2 separate regions of the Loxodonta africana genome follow, and region 1 is linked to region 2. The links are chromatin contacts, called in public Hi-C maps. All regions are on one chromosome and are shown on one strand. The core of a region is the stretch at or near the end of the contact, and the rest is flanking DNA. Distances in the headings are between cores, read along the strand shown.

Region 1 (4,773 bases), core at 1,344-3,843, 250 kb before region 2:
CACTAAATTTTTGTTTAATTAATTAATTAGTAAATGAAGTAATCAATCAGACCTAGGTAGTAGTAAAAAGCTTATGATCTGTATTACTGGAAACACTTTTTTAAAAAGTTACTTCATTGAATAGGTAAAATATACAACAGTGCACATGGTGAAAAGTCTCCTACCTTGTCTCCTCCAAGGTGCTTAAATTCCTTTCTCGGAGATAACCACTGTTGTCAGTTTTTTACGTATCTTTCCATCAATACTGTATGGATTCACGAACATCAAATACACAAGTTATTCCTTTCCCCTCTCACACATAAGATGGCGTACTATACACAATATGGACTTCCCGGTGCCTCTTTTAAACATAAATTTTTTCTTTAGTAATAATTTTAGATTTACTGAAAAGTTTTAAAGAGTGTACAGAGATTCCTGTATACATTTTACCCAGCTTCCTCTAATGTTAACATGGTACACAACAATGGTACCATGTCAAAACTAAGAAATCAACATTGGAACAATACTATTAACTAAATTATAGACTTTATTCAGCTTTCACCAGTTTTTCCATTAATTTTTTTTGGTTCTAGGATCCAATCCAGGATATCTCATTACATTTGGCACGGTGCTTTTTTCACTTAAAATGTATCTTGAATATTGTCTCATATTAGTTAATATGTAGCTGCCTCATTCTCTGGAAGGACTGTAAAATGAATCCCTAGAAGTGGAACTGCAGAGTCAATGATTATGTGCATTTAAAAATTACTAAGTTCCCTTCCCCCAAGGAAATTACTATACCCTTCTAACTGGTTTCTCTGTGATTTGAATATACCAAGTTTCTTTGAAGTTCCAACATTAGGATTGGCAACCGAATGAGGGCTATAAAAGTAAAGTATTCAAAATTTTTGCACACTTCAAAGTGATATTTTTTAGTTCTGGCACAAACACACATAGCACTGCATGATTTACGTTATTATTGTACTGTGACCCACTTATACATTTGGTTTCTTTCAAGACCACTAGGGGGCTCTGCTGGAAGAGTTTTGTAATTTATGCCAGTCCACCTAGGAAAATGATGTCCTGAGATGATGTTTTGAACACTTATTTTACTTGAAAGAGATCATCTTAATCCACCTTCCATGTTTTGCAGATGAGGAAAACGAGGTTGACCATGATCTTACAGCCAGGCATGAGGAGAGCTGGAATAAAACAACCTCCTCTTGGTTCCTGGGGCAGGAATTCAAGAAATTCCCTTAACACCTTAACTAAATGATTCACCTCTAGTCGTGATTTCTTTTTCTGCTCCCACATTTTTAATAACTTTTGCAATATTTTCATAACAGGGTACTTTACTAATTGGTTAGGTGAAGGAAGTGCATGAAATATAAACTTTTAAATAACACCTTTTATCACTTATTCCAAAACGTCATATTCAAAATACCTCTCAGCATCAAAAGTATATTATTAACTATAATCCCTAGCAACCCCTTTTAAATTGCCTTTCGAACTTCCTTTCCACTAAAAACATTTTACTGTTATCTTTATTCATTCATTCAGTCAATATTTATTGAGTGCCAATTAATGCCAGATCAGTTGCAGGCTTTAGGCTTATAGAAGTAAAAGCCCTCCTTTCCATCCCTTCAGGAGCTTTTATTTCTCCAATTTCCACTTTATTTTTGGCATGCCTTAGTTCAGTGATTCTCAGTTTGGTCCCTGAACCAGCAGCATCAACATCATCTGGGAGTTTTTTAAAAATGCAAATTATCAGGCTCGCCCTGTACTCCAGGGACGAGGGCCAGCGATCTGTGTTTTAACGATCTCTCCAAGCTCCAAGGGATTTTGACGCATGCTTAAATTTGAAAACCATCTTTTCAGTTCCACAGCTCGGTATTAATTATCTAAATAGATCAAAGATCAGTATCTGTTGATGTATTTTCTGCTGTGTATATTCTCAACAACAACAAAAAGTAAAATAAGTAAAAAAAAAAAAAAAATCGACATCTGACGTCTAAGCTTACCTCAGGCCTCTCCATGGAGTATCCGTCTCAAATACACCTAATGGAACCAGCAAGGACGATACTTAAAGCAATGATTTCTAGTTCCGATGGGAATATTAGAGGCACTTTATGGTGTCCCTGTTTTCAGAACAACAACGGACCGCAGTGCATTTTCTGGGGCCTTACCAACTGAAAATGGGCCGGACTGAATTCTAGGATAGTGTTTTCGTACACTAGACATAGTCGGGCACAGTAAGCCTGTGGGTTGGGGCTCTAGTCTGGGTCAGGCTGAGTAAGGGCGTGGGTCCAGGTCGAGTAGAGAGAACCGCGTGGGTCCTGCCGGGTTGGGTTCGAGCCTTCGGCCAGAGGCCAGGAACTGAAAGCCACGACCACACCATTCTGATTCGCAGCGCGGCGGAGTCGCAGGGACTCGGAAAAGCCGAGTGTGCGTCAGGCAGCGCGGAAACCGCACCCGCCCGGCCCAGACACCGACGGGGCGGAGTCAGGCGACCGCAGCTCCAGCGGAGAGACGCGCGGCGCCGCGGCTGAGGCTACACCGGGAGCGGCTGCGCCGCCCGGCCGGGTCAGCATCGTGCGCATGCGCGGACCCGGCGCCATTTTGGTGGCCGGGCGCGGAGGTGATTCCACACTGAGGAGAGCGCGGCGGCTGAGGTGGCAGTGGCAGCGTTCCTGTGCTCGGGTCTGAATCGCCGGAGGAGGAGGCAGTGGAGGAAGAGGTGGCGGCGGTGGCGTTGGTCGTAGCGGTGGCGGAGGAGGCGGGTACGAATCAGCTGCGGGCGGAGACATGGCCAACATCGCGGTGCAGCGAATCAAGCGGGAGTTCAAGGAAGTGCTGAAGAGCGAGGAGGTCAGAAATGAACTCCCGGCCATCCCCCACCTCAGCCCAGGGTGGGAGGGCCCTTCCAGCGGCCACCCCGATATCCCCTGTAACCCCTGGGTGGCCCGCCCCGCGGCCGCCCTACTGCCTGTGGGGAAGCAGTAGCTTTCCCCTCCTTCCGCCGCCTTCCTCTCCCCTCTCAGGGCCCAAGGATGGACGGTCTTCCCTGCGGGAGGTCTGGGGACGAACACGTTTTGGGGAGCAGGTTAGAGAAGAGGTGCGCTTCTCAGAGGGGTGTGAGCCGTGGAGAGACCCCCGAGGCGGTAGCAGCAGCTGGAAGTGTGGCTGCGGGTGGGGAGGGTGCAGGCCGAGCCTGAGAAAACCCGGGAAGTGGCATGGGGGAAGGGAAAAGGTGGTAACTGGATCCGAGGGAGCTGTGCTGCTCGTAGGCCCACACTTTTAAGGGTATTCTGGGTTATCGCCTGTCAGGCCTTCAGCGCCCTTTCCTTAGGGAAGGAGCGATGAGAGCTCCTAGGTATTGATGAAAGGAGAAAGACAGGCATTCAGAGTTACTCCCTCTTAGTTGGGTGTTCGAAGAGAAGGGGAGATACAATGACATTATTTAAGTAGGGAATATAAGGGAATTTCACCTGAGATAGGAAATTAACTCCAAATTATATCACCTCACTTAGACCCCCAATTTCTGGACCCTTTATTTATTGGCATCTAAAGGTTTCTGACTGGGTAAATGCCAGTTGTTTGGTGTATTAAAGGTATTTAAATATTTTTAGCCAGGAACAAATAGTAGGGGGTATGAACAGCTTATTTCAAAATATTGTTTACAAGTTACAGGTCAGTCTCTTCTAAGACAATGCTGTCTGTTGACTCTGTTGTGTTGTACCATGAAACTTCATTATGATGTCCCTCATAGTTAACCTGAATCTTACTTTTGAAAAATAGCCCTATTAAAAACATGAGATTTCAAAAACAGGAACAAAACAAGAAAACCCATGAGATTTCATCAGATTAATATGTTGTTGTATCTCTTTATTAAGGTGAATAGAAGGTTTATCCTGACATGTATCTAAAGTGATTAAAAAATAATTTATCTCAAGCTGTGCTTGAGACCTATGGAGTTTTAGATACTTTCATGCTGCACACAATTATTTATATAAGAGATTGAAAACATTATAGTAATTTGACTCAAAACTATGCCAGTATCAATTTTTCATACCAAATTAACAAGAATAGCAAGTTATTTTCCCCACGTGGATTTAACAGAGGAAGATCAAAAAGTAATACTGAAAATGATTTTTTTCTTGATGTCACATCCCATTGTTGAGTATATTGTTGCTGTTTGTTTTTTTTTCTCTCATTGTCTTATGTTCGTACTTTGATAATGTCAACAACGATTTGTGAAATTCAGCATTCTAAGTATGTGATGAGTAATTGACTTAAGTCTGATATCACCTGGGATTTCTTTGTGTTTACTGGGTCTGTGATAGTCATGTATTTTTCCAGGTACACATGGAGAAAATTATTTAAAATTATTCAAAAATGACAAATGCCAGCAGATTTAATGAACGTAGGTAGTATATATTTTTTTAGTACATAAGTAATGATCTGTCTTAAAGAGCATGTGTGTGAACTCTAACCCCTATATTTGTTCAAGTGCCAAAACTCTGAATGGAAGGATGACTTTGTATTTTTATGGTACAGTTTGGAAATAGAGTCATAAATGTCTACTGATACACAGTGAAACAATGATGATTCTGACTTTTTATTTTATAAAGTGTATTCCAGAATAGTTGACATACATTAATGAAAAATTGCAGCTAATATTGTTGCCAGCAGCCTAAAATGTACTTTTTTATAAGATTGTACAAATTTGAAGCTTCTAATGCCTTATTTTCCATTACATAAAAGTGGTAAGGTTTACTGCTCTAGTAATTCATG
Region 2 (4,250 bases), core at 224-2,723:
ACTTTCACAGAGGTTGAGGAAGAAGGTATCTAAAAAACTTGGTAGGTGAAGCTCTAAAAGCCGGGACATCCATTGATGGTGACCTCATGTGTGTAGAGTAGAACTGCTCCACAGGGTTTTCAAAGCTGGGACCTTTTGGAAGCAGATCGCCAGGCCCGTCTTCCAAGGCGCCTCTGCCAACCTTTTGGCAAACAGTCCAACACTTAACTGTCTGTGCCACCCAGGGACTCCTAAAAAGCCGAGCCTAGCAGTGTAGTAATACCACACGAGAAAAGCACTTCCTGTCAAAGACACAGTAGACTCTTACCTTCAGTCGTTTGATCATTTCGTCGGTGGTGATCTTGTCCGTGATCTCCTTCACCCCTGGAGGGTAGGCGATCTTCCCATCGGCACTCACGACGCCACAGAGGGCAGTGGCAGGCTTGGGCTGCGTAGTGAAGTCCATCCTGGGGGACAACTTTTCTTTCACAGTCCTCTACCGGCCTCTATCGGTCAGAAAACAAAAGTTCAGCGGGAAAGGGGCGACTTTGTAACCTCTTTTTTCATTTCAAAAATCTCTAATCAAGAAAGAGCCCTTCCTCCCGGGAGGCTGGGGCTAGGCGGTTGCCCCGCCAGCCACCCCTCCCTGGGGCTGGTCTCCCCCCGGCCGCCCCGCCGCCCCCACCCGCGCCGGCCCCGGGCCCACGGGGCTCTCCCGACACCAGTCGCCGCGGCCGCGGGAGGCGCCGGGCAGCGCCAGGAGTTTCCCACTGCTCCTTTCACAATGAAATCCTCCCTCCAATCACCAAAGTCCGAACTTTGGCGGCCTCGGGAGGCCGGCGGGGACCGTGAGGCCCCCGCTCGATCAGAGAGAAGCGCCGAGTCCCCGCCCGGCCGGTCCCTCCGGGGAGAGCGACGCGAGGCCTATAGGGCTCGGCTTAGGCCGCAAAACTAGGGACTCAACCGGCCCCGCTCGCAGCGGCGGCTCCCGGGAACAAAACGCCCTCGCCGGGCCGAGCGTCGGGACCCCCGGCCGTCCCCGCCGCGCTCCCGGCCCTCCCCTGTCCCGCTCCCCCACCCCCGCGGGAGGGGAAAACATGCCGCCCGCCACCCCCAACCCCACGCCAGGAAGCGGCTGACGCGGCTCCGCACTTCACATTTTGTTCCTTCAACTTCGACCGAGGAGCCCCGGCGGCTGCCCTCGCCCTCAGCCACTCCGGGTCCCCCGGCGCCGCCGAGGCCTTACCGGCACCTCGGGGCAGCCCTGCCGGGCCTCGGACCCGCCGCCCCCCCGCCGTCCCCCTTCCGTCTCCTCCCTCCACTCGCCGAGGGCGGGAGCCGAGCCACCGCTGCCTTTACCTTCTCCTCATGCGGGCGGAAGGTGCATCGAGAACCCGGGCCTCTGTCAGGTGGTTGCGCCGCCGCCCCTCGCCAGGCTGCACACAAAGCGGCTCCGCGGTCCCGCCGCCGCCGCCGCCCGCCCCGGAGCGGCACTGGGGCTGGCGGTGCCGAGGAGGAGCAGCCGCCGCGGGGGGAGACGCGGGCCGAGCGTGCTCTGGGCGGGGAGACACTGCCGCTCTCCGTCTGGGCGAGGAAGAGCAGCTACAGGGGAGGTTCCTCCGGGAGCGTGTGCGCGTGTGTCAGCCCCGGACCCCCACTGCCGGCCTGCCCGCCCCTCGCGCCGGCCGGGGCCGGCGACTCGGACCCGGACACTCCTCGCAGCGGCGCGCGCCCGGCCGAGCGAGCCCCGAGAGCCGGCGCCTCACACACACCGAGCGGTCACGCGAGCGGCACGAGAGCACGCGAGAGCAGCCGTGCGCCGTGCTCCCTCCCCTTCCTCCGCCGGCCCTGCCTCCGCCTCCCTCGGGCCCGAGGCGGCGGCACGCGGGGCGGACAGCGCCGCCAGCCGGTTGGCGCCAAGACCTGCCGCTCCGAGAGCCTCCGGGAGGACTGCACCCGAGAGGGCGAGCGGAAGAGGAAGGCGGAGGAGGAACCGGGTGGCGCGAAGCGAACCCCAGTCCCGGCGGTCCTGATGGGGGCGCGTAGGAGAGCAGAGCTTTACCTTTTGTCGCGGAGATGAGTTCATGACTTTCTGGGGTCTTCCTGAGGGACGTGGACGGAACTGGTAGAAAGACGGCGAATTACTCGGGGAAAATGAACTAATTTCCTCTCCAGGGACAGAAGATCAGCAAACTGAGAGAAAGTTTTGCAACATGGCATAACATGGGCTCTTCATTCCTGTGCCTTTGACAGCTGACTTCGCCACTCCCTCCCCTTTAGATTTTTAAAATTGATATTTTGAAAGCTTCAAAATATGAAAATAGCGTCGAATCTAGTAGTTCTCACAATATTGTCTTTGGGCCACCGGCCTCAAAATCATTTGAGGAGTAGTAGCTTCCTGGGCCTCATAACAACTTTACGGGGATCAAACCCTCTGAGAGTGGAAGACACGAATAAGCATTTTGACAAATTAGCTGAGTGGTTCTTGTTAATATACAATTTATTACTTCGTTAATATAAAAAAACTTTATAAACACTCAAATGAGAGTGAATCCTGAGAATTATATATATATATATATAATCTTTAAAAAACATGGAGTATTAACCTTTTTTTTCATCCAGAGGAAAACCCAGTGTTTGAGCAATTTAGCGTAAAGAATTTAAGCAGATGAGCCTCAGTAGCATGCACATAATTTCAGAAGACAAAGTTGGAAAAGAATACAATGACAGGAAATAGCATTCAGCTCTTGAAACTGACCACAACCATAGCTTTAAATGGTATTGAGTTATTTTGGATGATTATCCATTTGTCTATCTTTTCCCACATCTTTGATCTTGAAAATACTAATAGTATTGTACCCACTGAATTGTTTTTCAGGTATTAATTACACAAGGCAACAATCATCTTGGAATCTAACACTCCACAGTTGCAGATTTGGTAGAGCTCTGTGTGCAGTCAGTGTTTGTTTTTGGGCAGTTAGAGTAGCAGGTAGAACCCATTTGAGATTGTGTTCTTAAGTGGAACTGCATATTGAGTCCATCAAAAGTTACTCTGTTTTTACCATCTCTCCTTGTGGTGTGTCCTTATCCTTTACATTTAAATAACTAGAGTGCCATTTTGCTTTTTCATCCTTACCTCAGTAACTTATTTTTAGTTACAGTTTAGTATATGCCCATAAAATTTAACTTTATACAACTTATTGCTTTTTAAATAAGAACTTCATAGACTCAACATTGTGAAAATGACAATTCTGCCCAAAGCTTACAAATACAGTGCAATCCCAATCCAAATACCAACACCATTCTTTAAAGAGATGGAAAAACTAATCATTAACTTTACATGGAAAGGGAAGAAACCACAGATAAGTAAAGCACTATTGAAGAAGAAAAATAAAGTAGGAGGACTTGCACTAAGACCTCAGAACGTACTATACAGCTACAGTAGTCAAAGCAGCCTAGTACTGGTTCAGTGAGAGAGATACATTAACCAATGGAACAGAATTGAGAACCCAGATGTAAATCCATCCACCTACGGTCACCTGATCTTTGACAAGGGCCTAAAGTCCATCTAATGGGGAAAAGACAGTCTTTTTAACACATGGTGCTGGCAAAACTGAGTATCCATCGGCCAAAAAAAATGAAATAGGACCCATAGGTCACACCATATACAAAAACTGATTCAAAATGGATCGAAGACCTAAATATAAAGCCAAAAATGATAAAGTTCATAGAAGAAAAAATAGGATCAATGCTACAGACCCTAAAAAATGGCATTAACAGGATACAAACCATAACCAAAAACACATGAATTCCAGAAGATAAACTAGATAACCAAGATCTTCTAAAAATTAAGCAGTTATGCTCATCAAAAGAACCTAAAGAGTGGGGAAAAAATTTTTGCCTAATACATACAAATCAGACAAAGGTCTAATCTCTAAAATCTACAGGAAAACCCAGCAACTCTGTAACGAAAAGACAATCCAATTAAAAAATGTGCAAGGGAAATGAACTGACACTTCACCAAAGAAGGCATTCAAGTGGCAAACAGACAAAGGAGGAAATGCACCTGATCACTAGCCATTAGAGAAATGCAAATCAAAACCACAATGAGATACCATCTCACCCCAGCATTACTGGCGCAAATAATTAAAAAAAAAAAAAGACAAAATAACAAATGTTGGAGAGGCTGCGGGGAGATCAGAACTTTATGCACTGCTGATCAGAATTCAAAATGATAAAATCATTTTAGAAAATGATTTGGTGCTTCCTTA

The links. A called contact is a pair of places that touch in the nucleus more often than the background predicts.
Region 1: a Hi-C map of blood shows a contact between it and region 2, with 7 times the contacts expected there. The contact joins the promoter of UBE2K here to the promoter of PDS5A in region 2. A contact is called at or near these places in 2 of 3 Hi-C or Micro-C datasets (blood and fibroblasts).

What each region holds. Positions count from the first base shown.
Region 1 is chr5:118,258,422-118,263,194 of mLoxAfr1.hap2, reverse strand. UBE2K (ubiquitin conjugating enzyme E2 K) reads left to right here and starts at 2,593. Exons shown (of 5, transcript XM_023549804.2): 1 at 2,593-2,847. The coding sequence starts at 2,785.
Region 2 is chr5:118,002,853-118,007,102 of mLoxAfr1.hap2, reverse strand. PDS5A (PDS5 cohesin associated factor A) reads right to left here and starts at 1,473. Exons shown (of 32, transcript XM_064285931.1): 1 at 1,339-1,473; 2 at 308-485. The coding sequence starts at 445.